4 separate regions of the Mus musculus genome follow, and regions 2, 3 and 4 are each linked to region 1. Evidence: chromatin contacts called from public HiChIP or PLAC-seq data. All regions are on one chromosome and are shown on one strand. Each heading gives the region's core, a stretch centred on a gene start, on an enhancer-like site or on the middle of the called end of the contact. The rest is flanking DNA. Distances are from core to core; before and after follow the strand shown.

Region 1 (3,665 bases), core at 640-3,139:
CATGATGGAGAAAGTCCCCAAGGATGCACTATGCAGAGATCAAAACCCAAAAAGCTAGAGATTGAAGGACAGTGATTGTAGCAATCTGCTCAGCTTTGCTGGAACTGTGTCAAACAACAATGCTGGCATCATGAGTCTTGCCATTTCCAGTGGATATGGTTGTGCCATACACATATATACTCTCTTACCCTAAAGAAATATCCATACAGAAAAGAAGAAGATAAACAGAAGGAGTACAGTTTTGATGTCAAAAAACAACAAACAAAAAAACACCGAAAATGGATCTTTAGGGAGGGGCTGGTGAGAATGCAAATGATGCACTAAGAAGCAGGGCACCCTGGGGCAGCCCTGGCCTCATCTAAAACTGTTAAGAGAGTGTCGTTATGTAATCGGGTTACTCCAGAACTCCCTATGTAGCCCTAACTGCCTTTGAACCCACAATGATCCTCCTGCCTCTGTGTCTTAAGCACTGAGGTTACAGGTGTGAGCTACCATGTCTTTCTGTCTTATAAAATCCTACTCTAAAGCTCCTTTGATGTTCATTTACAGTAAATAAAAAAGACTGGGGTACAGGAACAGCTGACTCCCTAATTAGCAGCTGTTGGACTATCTCTTGCTATTCTGATTATCTGAGCAGAAGACTATCAATCAGCCCTAATGGCAGCACCAGAAACCCTGAATATCAATCACATGGATGCCTTGGGGAAACTACATGAACCAAGCAGCCCTGACTCCTGAAAGCCCCTCCTCGGCCAGGTCACCTCAAACAGTTTGTCCCAGATTTTTATGCTGTTACAACCCAATTCTAGATGACCCTGTACTCATTTCTGAGGTTAGAGAACATGCACAGAGGGCCAACTGTGACTGGTACTAAAGAGGATAGGCTGTGATTGCTCCAAATATCCCTTCTCTGCCTATCTAGCGAGTCTCCCGGGAGACCCTCTTCTGTGCTGTTTTTCCCTGTAGTGTGGCAGAGGGCCTAATAAAAAACTTCTTGGGAATGGCCATGTTTTGTCTACTTTCAGTAGTGTGGGCTCAGTTGGGGACATGAAGAAAGAAGCAATGGACATGGCAAAGAAGTGGTGATGGCTTTAGCAATGGCATAAGGACATCTGACCCCAGCTTAGCGTCTGTTGGAATTTCCTGCTCCCACTACCCTAAGAACAAAAGCTCTTCTACGTGGTCTGACATGAAGCGATTTTGAGAATGACTTGACATTCTGTAACGAGTTTTTTAAAAACACACTATGGAAAACTGTAAGTGAAGCGGGCATGTTTGTGGCGTGGAGAGTGGAAGGGCCGTGAACTGTAACGACTGAATGCTTTGCCTCCCTTGATCTGCAGGTGCAAATGCATGGTTTCGATTTGAGGGCTGTGAACACATTCAATCACGACAGAAGAGTAAATAAACAACGCTGACAAATTCTAAGCGGTCCTTCACTTTTCTTTCCACCCAGCTCCCGACTCTCCACAACCATCTCTCGCTGCTGCAGTCCCTACCGCCACAACCTGACATCTGTGGCGCGGATTCTGATTTCCAGTGCGATCACCACCATGAAGTCAATCGATGTCCTGCCGTCCAAGCCCCCTTTCCCCTGGATAAGTACTCTCTTGGACCGCAACCTTCCCCACAATCCACGCACTATCTCGAACCTGTCAGTGTCCGGGTTCTCCTCGTCCCTCCCAGCTCCTCCAGCTCTCCGTCCCCTTGCCGAGTGCAGTTTCACACATGAGCCAAGAGTATGAGGAAGAAAGGTCATGTTCCCGTCGCCGAATGCAACCCCAAGACCCGGTCCCCGGTGACACTTACGTGACATTGGAAGCGCTCTAACAACCCGAAAGCGGACGGCGGCCGCCATCTTCTCCCACAATGCCTCACGGCCGGTGCTTCCGCCAACTACGGCAACAACGCGGGGTCAAATGGTATCTCAAGGACCTCTCTGCGCAAACGCCAACTGGGAACGGAAGTGGCAGGTTGATGGTTGATAAGAGAGCCTGGGAGTAAAAGCAGAGGAGAGAAAAAGAAAAAGAGGAGGAGAAGGCAGGGGAAAATACAGTCCCGGTTTTGGAATGGGTTGTGAAGACCACCTGATATTTCCGGGGAATCTGCATTTCAGAGTTAACCAAGGACTGACTCAAGGGCATGCAAAATGGCCAGCTTTCAAAGACCCTTTTTCTATGGGCTAATTACCAAAAAGAGTCAGACAGCTCTGCAGGGGTAAGAAGGAAGGGTGCCCCTGCACTCAAGGAGTTGCACGGAGGAAAAAGGTGTAATAGGGTCTGCGTACAGTGTACAAGTGGGGGAGTTAAATAGAAATGCAGAGGCGCCCCCACCCTAAGCCCCTCGCACGCCAACGCCGCCAGGAACATCCTTTTGCAGGGCGTTAGTGTTCACTGTCCCCTTTCATAGAATGCATACTTAGATGTCTGCACCAATTCAATTCCACTCATAGATGACCTCACCAGGGACTTCTGATCACCTTTTCCAACGCGGTGATCAGTCTCTGTGTCGTGAATTTGATTGGCTGGGGTTTATGTGTTTGTTCGGTCGTGAATTTTGTTTATTGAAGCACACTCATCACTAACTGAATTATGAAACGAGAAGTTCTATTTTTGGAATTTTTGAGACAGGGTCTCCCTTTGAAGTCCTAGTTGGCTTCGAACTTGTGGTACAGCTCTCTGCTTCAGGTAGGAGTCACCACCCTGGGCTGATCCAGAGATTTATAAATGGTTTTGAAACGTGAATCACCTGAAATGTGATATAAAATCGCATGCTATGCTTGACATTCAACATATTTTTCTTATGGAAAAACTGCTGGCTTTACCCAGAGCAGCTTTTTTAAAAACTGGGCCTCTTTGAAAATCTGTGTTGTTCTGCAAAGATTTACCTGGAGCCTCGGGATGTTCTGAGAAAATAGAACCACTTGCATTTAAAAATCTTTTTTCAGGCTCTGGTGGTCCCTGCCTATAATCCCAGCTCTTGGAAGGCAGGGACAGGAGGATAGGGAGATCCAGGCCAGCCTAGGTGACCTTGTCTCAAATTTTAAAAAATTAAAAAACTTGATTCCAGTCATCCTCTAGCTATACCTGAGTAAAAGACATGGGCTTGCAAACTGAAGTTCCCAGAAAGAAGCTGCAAGTTCTGAACTTTCTAGAAAGGCTGATTAATTGATTAAAACTGTAATAATAATAATAGAGAAAGGAGTGTTGCAGATCCAAGATTACCCTGGGCTATCCTTAGCCCTCTAAATAGCCATTTATTATCCACCTTTGTGTGTGCCCTATCGTCTTTGTGACCATCACCTGAAAACATTTTAATATATTTATTCACTTTACATCCCAATGTCAGTCCCCTCCCCTTTCTCCTCCCAGTTCCCCCTCACGAAGATCCTACCCCCATTCTCCCCTTCTCCTTTGAGAAGGGGGTGTTCCCCTCTGAGTATCACCCCCACCCCCACACATCTAGTCACTGCAGGCACATCCTTTCTCACCTCGCCGAGGCCAGACAAGGCCAAGGCAGCCCAGTTAGGGGCATGGGATCCACAGGCAGGCAGGCAGGCAAGCAGGCAGGCAGGCAGGCAGGCAGGCAGCAGATTCAAGGACAAGTCTCTAGTTGGGGAAACCATATGAAGACCAAGCTGCACATCTGCTACATATATTCTGGCA
Region 2 (3,665 bases), core at 439-2,938, 1.6 Mb after region 1:
TGTCTATGGTTTTGGACAAGTTGCTAAACTATCCAGAACTTATCGGTCAGGCATTGAGGACAACCCCTATCCTCCAGAGGTGTTTGGGGGAAAACAAAAATAAAAACAAAAACCTGATAGAAAGTAGTGGATCACCAGATCAGGGTCTGGTTTGAATAGAAAGGAACAGGAGTAATGAAAAGAAAAAGATCCCCTCAAAACTGGGAAAAAGGAAGGACCAGATTACAGCCGAGCACAAAGGCTCTGTATCAGGCGCTGGAAACTACATGTGGGAAGGGAAACTACCTGTCTGGCAAGCCAAGGAGTCCTTTATCTCTCCTGCGTGTATAGGCAGGCGTCTATTTCTGCTTAACATTCTTATATATGGTGACCCCATAGGAGAGCCAATAGGTAGATATGGAACCCATCCTCTAAGGCTTCCTTGATAAGAATGTACAGGGCCCCGCGAAGGAATGGAGGATAAAAGAGGAACAGACCCCGTCTGGGAATCAGAACCTAGCGCAAAGGAGAAAGGGCCACATGTTCACGGGGAGCAGCAAGAGTTGAGGTAAAAAGCCAGGAGCATTTCTGGACCAACGAGGCTCCCTAAGGTCTCTGGTTTGCACAAGCCACACACACTAGAAACTGAGCAATGGGACTCACGGAGGAGAAACAATGGATGCAGGGAGACATGCAATGCAGGTTAGGATTTCACCGTCCTGGACTGCTGGCAGAACCTGCTCTGAAACGGCGTCCATTGTCCCGACCCGGGTCAGGGCGCCCTCCCCCTCGCTCCTCGGGCTATTTGCAGTCAGGCGATTAGTGAGCCGCTGGCTCTAAGGCAATGCACCTCCCCCCATGGCCAGCACCCAGTACCCCCCAACTCAGAAAGACTCAGGAGGGGCAGGCGAGGAACTACAGGTCCCGGCATGCATCGCTCTCGCTCTCCCCGGGCCGAGAAAGGGGGCACAGCATGGCCGAGCCCGTGACCTCGCTGGATCTCGGCGATTGCAAAAGGGGCGCAGAAAGGCACAAAGGGCTTTGGGCCAGGAACCTGCTCCCGGGAGCCGTTTCAGGTCCTAGCTAATGTTTAACTTTCAAGTGGGCGAGCCCTGGCGCACCTTCGTCCAGGTGGACGGCGCACGCTGCGGCCGAGGGGTTCCCGGGAGGCGAGGCCTGAGTCCCTCGGCGCGCCCGAGCCTCGTGCACCCCGCCCGGGCCCCCTGGCAGCGGCTCTCGCGCTCCGCTCCGCCCCTCTCAGCCGCACAGTGCAGCCGGATCGAGTTGGCGTTGCAGTGGGGGCTTCTTCCCGGACCCGGGCCGCACCCTCCGGAGCGTGCAGCCGCCGTGCCGTTTTCAGGGCTGCAGCCTGCGCAGGGAAGACGAATCCCCCCCATCCTCCGGCCGCGGTACCCCCAAGGCCCATGAGCCTGCAGCCGAGGACTCCGCGGCCCCTCACCTTGAGCACGCCCTCGTCCTGTTTGGGGCTGATGTCCACTCCTTCGAGAGGCAGGGGCGCCGACTGCGCCCCGTTCTCCGCCGCCTTCATCTCCTCGGCGGTCATGGCCGCTGGGCGCACCGTTGGCTGCGAGAGTGTGGCAAGCGCGAGCACGGCACTCTGGCCGCCGACCGGAGTGAGCGACGGGGCGGCGTGCGGCGGAAGGCGGCGCTGCCCACCTCGAACCGCGCTCCAGGCTCGCGCACCCGGCTATCCGCGCGCTCGCCGGCGGCGGCCGAGTGGGGTGACGCCGAGGGGCGGGCCTGGCGCGGCCCGGCCTGCAATTGGTCCCCTCCGCCTCGGGGGCGGGGCAGGGAGGAGCGGCACGAGCGGGCTGCAAAGGGGCGGGAGCGGAGAACTTTCTAGAGAAGCGGTTAAACGGGTTGAGGCTCTTGGACTGAGGGTACTGGAGTGGTTTGGTTTTTTTGTTTGTTTGTGTCGTTTTTGTTAAGATTTGCTTTTCTGGTTGATGGCCCCTAGGAGTGCCCTCCTCCTACACCAGGACCTCTGGGATCACAATCTTCCCTATGTCGTTCCGCCCCACCCCCACCCTTACCCCACCCCTCTGCCCGCGTCTAAGCGATTTTTCCAGATCCTTCTCTATCCTCAGGACTCCAAGTGGCGAGCCTCCCAAGTCCGGGCCTGCCTCGTGGCCGGCCCTGCTCACCCAGGCCCACAGCGGAATAGCTGGAGACAGGCAGTCAGATGTGAAGTGGCAAAGATCGGCCTCCCGTGATTGTGCCACAGATGCCCATGGTTCCAGGCGTGGGCACCTGAGCAGTGTGGGAAAGAGAGGTCGAGGGATTGAAAGTGTGGGCCCCGTAGGGACAGTTTCAGCCCAGGTGCACAGATCGGACACAACTTTGCCCTCCCTGCAGCCTGGCAGGCCCACCGCAAAAATGCCATGAGCAGATTTATAAGAGCCATAGACTTGTAAGTGGAGGTACGTGTGTTAAAATTCCTTTTCTCCCACCATACTAATCAGCCTTTTTTGGTTAGTACTGGCACACAAAATGGTTTCAGCTCACGCGAAAAAAAAATTTTTTCCCCCTTCCCCCTCTTTACTAAAGGTGAATAGGAAGGAAGGTTTTCTCAACCTGCTCGCTGCTCCTATGAGATGCCTGTGGAGTTCTGAGTCTGTGTGGCTAAAACCATGAAGTTCTGATTACCGGAACAGTGCTGGCTTGATGGAAGATCTGTCTGGAGAGGTCCTGACTCTGCCCAGCAGTTTAGTACCCAGTTATACAGCCTGGTGAGTGCTATCAGACCTGCCTATTGTATTATTGGCTTTGCGAGTTTTCATTCCAGTGTAATGAACTTTTTGTCTCTGTGTGCCCAGCATGGTGCTGTTCGTGGTCCAACGCAAGTGATGGCGTTTAAGTAGGCAATAAGCTAGTTATTATATGGTGCCTGCGAGATGGCTCAGTGGATGTTGGTGCTTTTGAAAGTCTTTAGACCTGGGTTTTATCCCTAACACCCACAGTATTGAGAAAACCCCTTCAAAGTTGTCTTTTGACATCCACACTTGTGCCCTATTATCCCTCCCAAAGAAGTGAAATAATAATAACCCTTATTATGATGGTTTAAGTATATTAGGTATTTTATTGTAGTCCCTTCTGATGGAACCAAACAAATGGGTTGTAGAAGTAAGCTACTCTTTCCAGCAATTTATAGTCTCATGAGTTTAACCATGGTCTGATTTGTTAGGTGGCTAGAGACACTGCCAGAGAATATGTGGGGTGTGTGTGTGGCTACTCTGGTAGTGAAGGCTCTTGGTAGTGAATGGAGCCTTTGTATACCACTGCCTTGCACATGGTACTTATCTTTCTGGTGCTCACATAGGTACCTGCTGATTATGGTCTTTGGGTGTTATCTGGCACAGCAAGTTGTGATGGAGAAAGTATTAGCAGTGAGTTTGTGTCTCTTCCCTGAGAACAGCATTGTTGGAGGCCTAACTCCTTTGATCTCATGAGCACCTCCCAGTGGAGCACTCAGCACCAGCACTCAGTGCCTGCAGACTGCGGGCACAAAGTTACCTAAGGTTATGATAGACAGCTCTTATTGGTTAGCAATAAGCAAAGGGTTGGCTCACCTTGCAGTATAGCTGTCAAAACTGGGGCAGGTTTTGTCTGTGAGTCCTGTCAATAGGGTGACCCAGTGGTTACAAAGGAGGGAATGTTCCGGTGTG
Region 3 (3,665 bases), core at 359-2,858, 1.5 Mb before region 1:
TTGACCATTTCAAGAATGAGACTAGCTCAGAGGACCCTCTTATTTGTCTGGTTTATTCTGCAAGCTTCAGCCGCAATGCCAGTCTTCAGGGTGTCGCTTGAAATGAGTCCCTCCAGGGTGTCACTTGAAATGGGTCCCTCCTGTTGCTTCCCCCACTGTCCCCCAGCACTTGGTTCCTATCCCTGCCTCCAGACCCCTCATCTCCCTGTATGTCAACTACCTGTTGCTTTCCATAAACCTCTGTGGCTGCTTTGGTCTGTGTCTGTAGGTCTGGAGCACAGAGAACACCCCTGTCTGTTGTTCCTGCTGCTGGAGAGAGGGTAGGAAGAGCCAGTGAGCACACTGGAGCACTGGGTGGCTGCCCTCTCCAGGGCTCAAGTGGCACTATCACTAGCAAGCTCTGCAGGACCTGGGCTATGTGGATGGCTCTCCCATGACTCTTCACTCTTTCTTTTGGGGGTGTGAGCCTTTGAGGCTGTCACACCTGTGTGGTCCCTGCTTGCATCTGTCTCCTCTAGCTAGGGTAGCTTGAGGGAGAGTTTGGAGAAAAACACAGCCTGGATGAAAGAGCTTCCACTTCTTTCTAGGACAGCGTGCCCACCCTCCTTGCCCTAGATACCAGTATAGACACAGCTTGTGTTCTCTTCCAGGGTCTGCCATCCCTGCCTGTCCCAGGGCTCTTGGTCTGTGCCCACAGAGCTCTGCCTGGCCCCCATGTACATGTTACCTCTGGTGCCCACATTCCTGCAACCCTGTGACCACAACAGGGGACATTACACATTCCTGGCCTATCAGCCAATAGTGTCAAAAAGAACAGAATGTCCTAGGACCTGGCCCAGCCCCCTACTTCACCTGGGCCCCTCCCTCCCAGGCCTGGACAGGGCCAGGTAGATGGGGTGAGAAGTTCAGAGGGAAGGGGATGGGGAAGAAGATGGTGGGGGCCAGCAGGTGCTCCCAGTTTTGGGGGACCCATTCTCTTTTTCCTCCAGGACCCTGGGTGTGAGGCTGACCTGGGATGACCTTGAGGGACCTCAATCAGAAGGGACCCTGGTTTCTGAAATTTCACCTAGATTTCCTTTCCCCTAGCCATCTTGCCTGACAGGAGAGTCCCTTTGGAGCTGGCTCCCTCCTCTTCCTCCTCCTTCATCTTCCCTCAGCTCTTTGCACAGTCCTCCTCAGTCTGTCTCTCTTTTCTGCCTTCCCTGTTCTCCTGGTTTCCCCACCTACTCTCGGCGATCCTCCTTCCGCTTCTGCCTTCCTGGCTTTTGCGTGTAGAATCCTTCCTCTCTTCTCCGGTTCTCTGAGCCTCACCTGTCTTCTGCCCCTAGTCTCTTTTTCAGTCAGTTCGCCATCAATCCCTGGCCGAAACTCTTCAGCAGGTACCTGGTTCACCTGTCCCCCAAGAGCCCTCCTCCCTGGAGAGCTCCCAGACCAGACTCCTCCTCCGATCCTCCCTCTGCCCTGCTCACCTTTAATTGAGATGCTAATGAGGCTTCTGTCGCTCCCATCCTTGCCCGTGGCCGACGGGCGGTCTCTGGAGCCAGGCACTGCACCTGTCAGGTGAGAGGGTGGAGAGGCTCGGCTGCCAGATTTAACTGGAAAGGAACCAGTCACAGCCCAGCCACACCTGGAGCCGGGAGCAGGAGGCAGCTCCGGCCTCCTGCAACCCACGGTCCCCGAGGCAGAGAAGGAGGTAGCAGGGAGCTGGAGGCCAGGGCTAGAGAGCCTAGAGAAGAGGACCCAGGAGGAGATAGGGAAGGCAGGAAAGGAAGTGAGGCAGGATCAGAGAGCCTGGCACAGAGAGGGAGACCCAAAGAGAAGCGGGAGTCAGCTGGGCCAAGAGGGCGTGAAAGCCGGAGAGTCAAACAGTCCGGGAGGAAAAAGGGGCAAGAGGGAGAGGCGCTAAGCCAGACAGGGTGCCTGCTGTGGAGACCCAGGGAGGCGCTAGCGGGCAAACGAAGGTGGCCTTCGCTGTGACCACTTCGCTCTGTGGCCACTCCAGTGAAGCTCCGTGCTGCCTGGTTGGCCCCAACTCCAGAAGGTCAGCTGGCTCCTGGAGAGGTGGAGGAGGGTGGGAGGACTGAGGAAGAGGGAACTCAGCGTGGGATGCGGGCACCGTCACGGACGGCCCCATTCTGCCTCCATACTAATGATGCTGGACCACACCAGAGCCCCTGAGCTCAACCTTGACCTAGACCTTGACGTCTCCAACTCACCGAAGGGATCCATGAAGGGCAACAATTTCAAGGAGCAAGACCTTTGTCCTCCTCTGCCCATGCAAGGACTGGGCAAGGGGGACAAGCGTGAAGAACAGGCGCTGGGCCCGGAACCCTCAGAGCCCCGGCAGCCCACCGAGGAGGAGGAGGCACTGATCGAGTTCCACCGCTCCTACCGGGAGCTCTTCCAGTTCTTCTGCAACAATACCACCATCCACGGTGCCATCCGCCTGGTGTGCTCCAAGCACAACCGCATGAAGACGGCCTTCTGGGCGGTGCTCTGGCTCTGCACCTTCGGCATGATGTACTGGCAGTTTGCTTTGCTGTTCGAGGAATACTTCAGCTACCCCGTGAGTCTCAACATCAACCTCAATTCGGACAAGCTGGTCTTCCCTGCCGTCACTGTGTGCACCCTTAATCCTTACAGGTCAGTCGCAGAGAGAGGGGTGGCTCAATGCTAGTGCATGGGTTTAGCGTGCACAGGGCCCCGAGTTCTACACTCAGCAGCACAAAAGCAAGCAAGCCGGAGAGCAAACAAAAGTGGTCATGGAGCTGTGAGGCCAGAGAGCTGAGAGGTCAAGGCCTTGCAGGTGCTATAGAGGTGGATAAGATCTTTGTGCAGAGGGGATATTTGCTGTGCTGGGGAGTAGGCACCATGGGAGTGGGATGAAGAGTAGGAGAGTGGAATGGAAAAGAGGTCCATCGTCAGCTGTCCCCGAAGTCTCCTGCTGACCTGTGCAGGGGATCACCACTCAGCTGCCCTACCCGCCTGCCCAGGTCTCTGACCTTTAAGGGCTTTGCTGTGTTCTGAAGTTTTGGGTTTCATCAATGCTCTTTGCCAGTTTGGGTCTGGAAACTGCACTGTTACCATGGTGAAGAGAGGCGGGCAGGGCTGGGTGTTTGTACACACATACCATTTCGTCCGCACTCAGCTATGCCACACATTGAAAACGTCCGTCAAGCCAGACGGTGCCAGGCACCCAGCAGAAGAGGATTGTGCTAATTCAGCGAGCTTTATGGAGGGCCAGGTACTTGAATAGGTCCTGGAGACGGGAAAAGCTACAACAAGGTAGGAGGGGTAGGCGTGTGAACAAATATAGCAACACACCGTGATTAGCACAATAAAAACTCGGAGTTGGTCTGCCTTCAAGGAGTGTAAGCTCTCTCGGAGGGTTTGAAGGAGGGTAAATTCGAGTGAGCACAGCCTCAGGAATGTGGGCAATTATGGATGGCTGGGATTGGTCACACGCTGAGGGTGGAGGCTCTCTCAGGTAGCCTGTCATGTCCAAAGATGTGTCATGGATTAACAAAGGTTGGGAAGTCCTGCTCTGGAAAGGTAAAACTGTCCCCATATAATGGACACGGTAAGGGTCACTTACTGGAGCTGAATGCGTCAGAACCTCCTTAGAGGTCGTCTGCAGCCTCCTGGAGGCTTAATCTGTCTTGGGG
Region 4 (3,665 bases), core at 795-3,294, 1.5 Mb before region 1:
CCCAACCCTGAACCTTTGCAAGAGCAACAAGTACTTTTAACTACTGAGCCATCTCTCCGGCCGATGCCTTTTCTACTCTTACTCTTACTCATATCTCCTCTGTAAAACTAGCTGGCTTTTCATGTCCTCAAATTCACCTGCTTTTACGGTCTTAAACCGAGTTTTATGGAGCATGCTAGTACCCTGTTGTCTCAAAGCTTCAAAGGTGCTAAGAAAAATCAGCGTTTATCCTAAGCCCTGAAGGAAAGTCCCCTTTTGTTCCAACTTCTAAGTAATAATGGCTTTGGCAGTTTGCACAGATAGACCATTAAAAGTTCCTTGTAATATTAAGCATGGGACCTTGAAGAGTTGTTAATTATTATTTTCAAATTATTGATATTGTAGGATTCTTAACATGTGGCAAACACTTCTAATATTAATATGAATCTTACCACCAAACTAGCCTTGAGAAATGTGCTAGTGTGTTTTGTGTCTATTTGTGTGTGTGTGTGTGTATGTGTGTGTGTGTGTGTGTGTGTGTGTGTGCTGGGGATAAACTTAAGGCCTCATCTATGCTGGGGAAGCCCCACCTCCACCCCCGACCACATACCCACACACACCATTTCTTTTTCCTGGCTTGCTCCCATTGAAAACTGGCCAGTCTGATAGAGGGGGGTGAGCTTCCAGCAGCAGGGACACCTCCAGCTGGTCTTCCGCTCTGCCTTCAGGGTCACAGAGGAGAGGAGACAGCAGGGTTAGGATACTGGAGGTTGGAAGTCAGGGTAGCTCACAGGGAGAAGGGCCAGGAGCTCTGGTTCCAAGTCCCCAAGCCCTATGCCCCTATTCCTGGGTTTTCCCTCCAAGTCTCAAAGTCTCAGCTGCTTTTAAAGGACCGCAGGTTGGTTGAACTGGCATGCATAAAGAAGGTCATTGAGTCTCAAGGGCACTCGAGTGAATAGTGTCCGGGTGTTACAGGGTTCCATTGCACTGAAGACCTGCCCAAATGGGGATGGCAGGAGGCAGCCATCCCTAGTAAGGGATGCTATCAGAAGGTAAGGTCTTACTCAAAAGGACAGAGAGAACTGTGGGCCTTGCAGTAGGAGCTCGGCTGGCATCCTGATTCTCCGAGATCAGCCTCCCAGTGTGCAGAGTCCCGTGGCTTTTTCCTCACCCCTAAAGCTACAGACTGTGGTATAACTATCTTTGAGGTCAGTCCCAACGGATGCATCAGGATATCTAGAGCTGGGTGTGGTGGTGCACACCTGTAGTCTCAGCAGGTAGGAGGTGGGAGGATGAGAAGTACAAGGCCAGCCTCAGCTAGACAGTGAGTTTGAGGCCAGCCGGCTTGGGCTAAATGAAACCCTATTTCACACAGGTTGGAAAGGGGGCCCTGGGAGCCCTTTACAGAAGCCTGAATTCTCATGGCTTCTCTTTGCTATGTCAGGGCAGGCACTTTTCACTCCAAATTAACAACTGGGGAGACAACCAAGGCTTAGGAGAGGGTGCTGCCTGACACCCCCTCACCCGTGCCCCACCGTTGGTGACCGAGCCATGGTGGGCAGCTGAGGGACTTGTCTGGAAGACACAGATGAGAGTCAGTGGGAGTGACCTTGGGTCAGGACCCAGGCAGGGTAGAAAAGAACATTTGATTTCCCTCCCGGTTTGGGCTGACTGGGTAAACGTCCAAGAAAGTGCGATTAGAGGGAACTCAGAGGGAGGGAGAGCGCGAAGCAAAGGAGTTCTCGGCGGGCGAGCATCAGATATTGCCCTCCCCCTAATAACTCCCGCCTGCCGTCCCGTGAGATAGGTGGGCTGGCTTCCTTCCGTGAAATTGACAACAGGCTTAGAGGGGTTAGTCCACCGGTCTAAGCTCACCCACTTCAAAAGCAAAGGAGTCCGAACTGGAATTCTGTGGACTCTCAAGCTCTTAAGTGGTGTTAAGTGGGTTTGGGGCGCCAAGCTACGGGACCCGGGCTACAAAGCGTTAAAGAACCTTGGCCCTCTCCTCACTCCTCCTAGTTCCCTCCCTCCTCCTCCCTCGCCTCTCCCCAGGCTCTTCCGGTCCCGCTCTTGCAACACCACCCCCGCCACTCTCCCTTCCCCTCCTACCTTCTCTCTCCCCTCAGCTTAAATTTTCTCCGAGTTTTCCGAACTCTGGCTCATGATCGGGCCTACTGGGTGCGAGGTCCTGGAGGACCGTACCCTGATCTCTATCTGCCTCTGACTTTCAGCTTCTCGAACTCGAGGCCCAGGCTGCCATCGCCCGGGCCACCTGGTCCGATCATCTTACTTCATTCACGAGCGTTGTCAATTGCTGCCCTGTCCCCAGCCCCAATGGGGGAGTGAGAGGCCACTGCCGGCCGGACATGGGTCTCCCCACCGTGCCTGGCCTGCTGCTGTCACTGGTGAGATGGGAGACTGGAGGGGAGGGTGGGTTGCTAGCGAGGCGCCGGGCAGGAGTGGGCTTGTACTAGGGGTAGAGATGGGGGCAGGGGCTTCTGTGCTTTAGTTTGACGCCAGGTTTGCTGTGCCTCACCTGGGGCTGCCCTGAGATGTGGAAGGGAGAAATCTGAGAGGGAGAGAATCTGGCAAGCCAAGCTGGCAAGCCTGGGCCCCTGACAGTCAAGGTCCTGGCCCGTGTTGGGCTGTGGTCAGGCCAGCTGCTCGGCCAGTGGAGTTAGACGGAGAAGCCTTCTTTCTCTGGCCGAGGTTGAACAGCGTGGGGCAGGGTGTTGGAAGACTGGGTGCTAGGAGAACCGCTTTGGCGGGACGAGTTTGGGAAAGCGTGCTTGGGAGTGGACCCGAAACTGGACAAAGCTGGGCAGCCTTCCGGTCCCAGACTTCTCCCTGAGACAGCCTCTGACCTTCTGCCGCCTCCATTTCTGCTTCCAGACAAGAGGTCCCTCCTGGCGTGACCCTCCTTAAGTAGCTAATACCTCTTTATCTAGGCCATGTATCCTCCTGCTCCCTCCCCACAGACCCAAAAGTCAGTCTCACGGTTTCCAATTCCACAGTTCCAATTGGGGAAGTTGGTAGCAGCTTGTTTTCGTCACTGGAAAATGTACTTTTCTCTGGCCTCGGCCTAGTGTTCATGTTCTCTTGATTTCTGTGTGTCCATAATTATTCTGTGTAGATCCTGGGGGCTCCCTGGCTGTCTGGGTGGGCTGTACCATCGGCGCAGTGTTCTCTGGGTCCTGCCTCTCCCTGGCCCAGCGTTATCCCTGAGACCTGCCTTTTTCTCCCTCCCCTTTCACTCCTCATTCTCTTCTGGTCAGTCTCCAGAGCCTCCTTGCGGGGGTGGGGTGGGGGGGTGGGGGTGGCTCCTTTGTGTCTATTCCCTTCCCTTTCTCTACACACCATTCTAAAGCAGTGGTCCTAGAACCCTGCCTGGGTGTCACCTCCCTTCTCCTGGTCCTGTCCTGTCTCCCAGTCTCTCCTGGGAGACTTGTCAAGGCTGCCCCTCTGGCTGTTCTCCAACTCCCCCACCCACTTAATTCTTTTCTCTTTAGGGGTAGATCACCTGGATTTAGGGCTCAGCCCAGCACCCTTACCCTCATGAACGCAGGCATGTGATGTGACTCCCCCGCTTTTTGTTTCTTTTATTTCCAAAATGTCTACAATGATCAGTACCTCATAGTTGTTATTAAGATTGAGTAGATGGATTTGTGTTAAATATTTATTCATTT

Evidence for each region. HiChIP or PLAC-seq counts read pairs in DNA pulled down with a chosen protein or histone mark.
Region 2: a FOXA1 HiChIP or PLAC-seq map of pancreatic cancer cells shows a contact between it and region 1. The contact joins the promoter of Fkbp4 here to the promoter of Ndufa9 in region 1. A contact is called at or near these places in 1 of 39 promoter capture datasets (pre-B cells), 3 of 115 datasets of contacts at active chromatin or transcription factors (large pre-B cells, pancreatic cancer cells and thymic regulatory T cells) and 1 of 9 other capture datasets (liver).
Region 3: a contact with region 1 is called in an HNF4G HiChIP or PLAC-seq map of pancreatic cancer cells. The contact joins the promoter of Scnn1a here to the promoter of Ndufa9 in region 1. A contact is called at or near these places in 1 of 39 promoter capture datasets (hippocampal neurons) and 1 of 115 datasets of contacts at active chromatin or transcription factors (pancreatic cancer cells).
Region 4: an H3K27ac HiChIP or PLAC-seq map of embryonic stem cells shows a contact between it and region 1, with 4 times the contacts expected there. The contact joins the promoter of Tnfrsf1a here to the promoter of Ndufa9 in region 1. A contact is called at or near these places in 1 of 39 promoter capture datasets (hippocampal neurons) and 1 of 115 datasets of contacts at active chromatin or transcription factors (embryonic stem cells).

The regions. Positions count from the first base shown.
Region 1 is chr6:126,847,255-126,850,919 of GRCm38.p6, forward strand. It overlaps Ndufa9 (NADH:ubiquinone oxidoreductase subunit A9), which reads right to left and starts at 1,890. Exons shown (of 11, transcript NM_025358.3): 1 at 1,810-1,890. The coding sequence starts at 1,858.
Region 2 is chr6:128,436,968-128,440,632 of GRCm38.p6, forward strand. It overlaps Fkbp4 (FK506 binding protein 4), which reads right to left and starts at 1,689. Exons shown (of 10, transcript NM_010219.4): 1 at 1,439-1,689. The coding sequence starts at 1,543. It overlaps Gm10069 (predicted gene 10069), which reads left to right and starts at 1,790. Exons shown (of 5, transcript NR_028593.1): 1 at 1,790-2,420; 2 at 2,548-2,729.
Region 3 is chr6:125,319,732-125,323,396 of GRCm38.p6, forward strand. Scnn1a (sodium channel, nonvoltage-gated 1 alpha) reads left to right here and starts at 1,609. Exons shown (of 12, transcript NM_011324.2): 1 at 1,609-2,643. The coding sequence starts at 2,150.
Region 4 is chr6:125,347,679-125,351,343 of GRCm38.p6, forward strand. Tnfrsf1a (tumor necrosis factor receptor superfamily, member 1a) reads left to right here and starts at 2,045. Exons shown (of 10, transcript NM_011609.4): 1 at 2,045-2,384. The coding sequence starts at 2,346.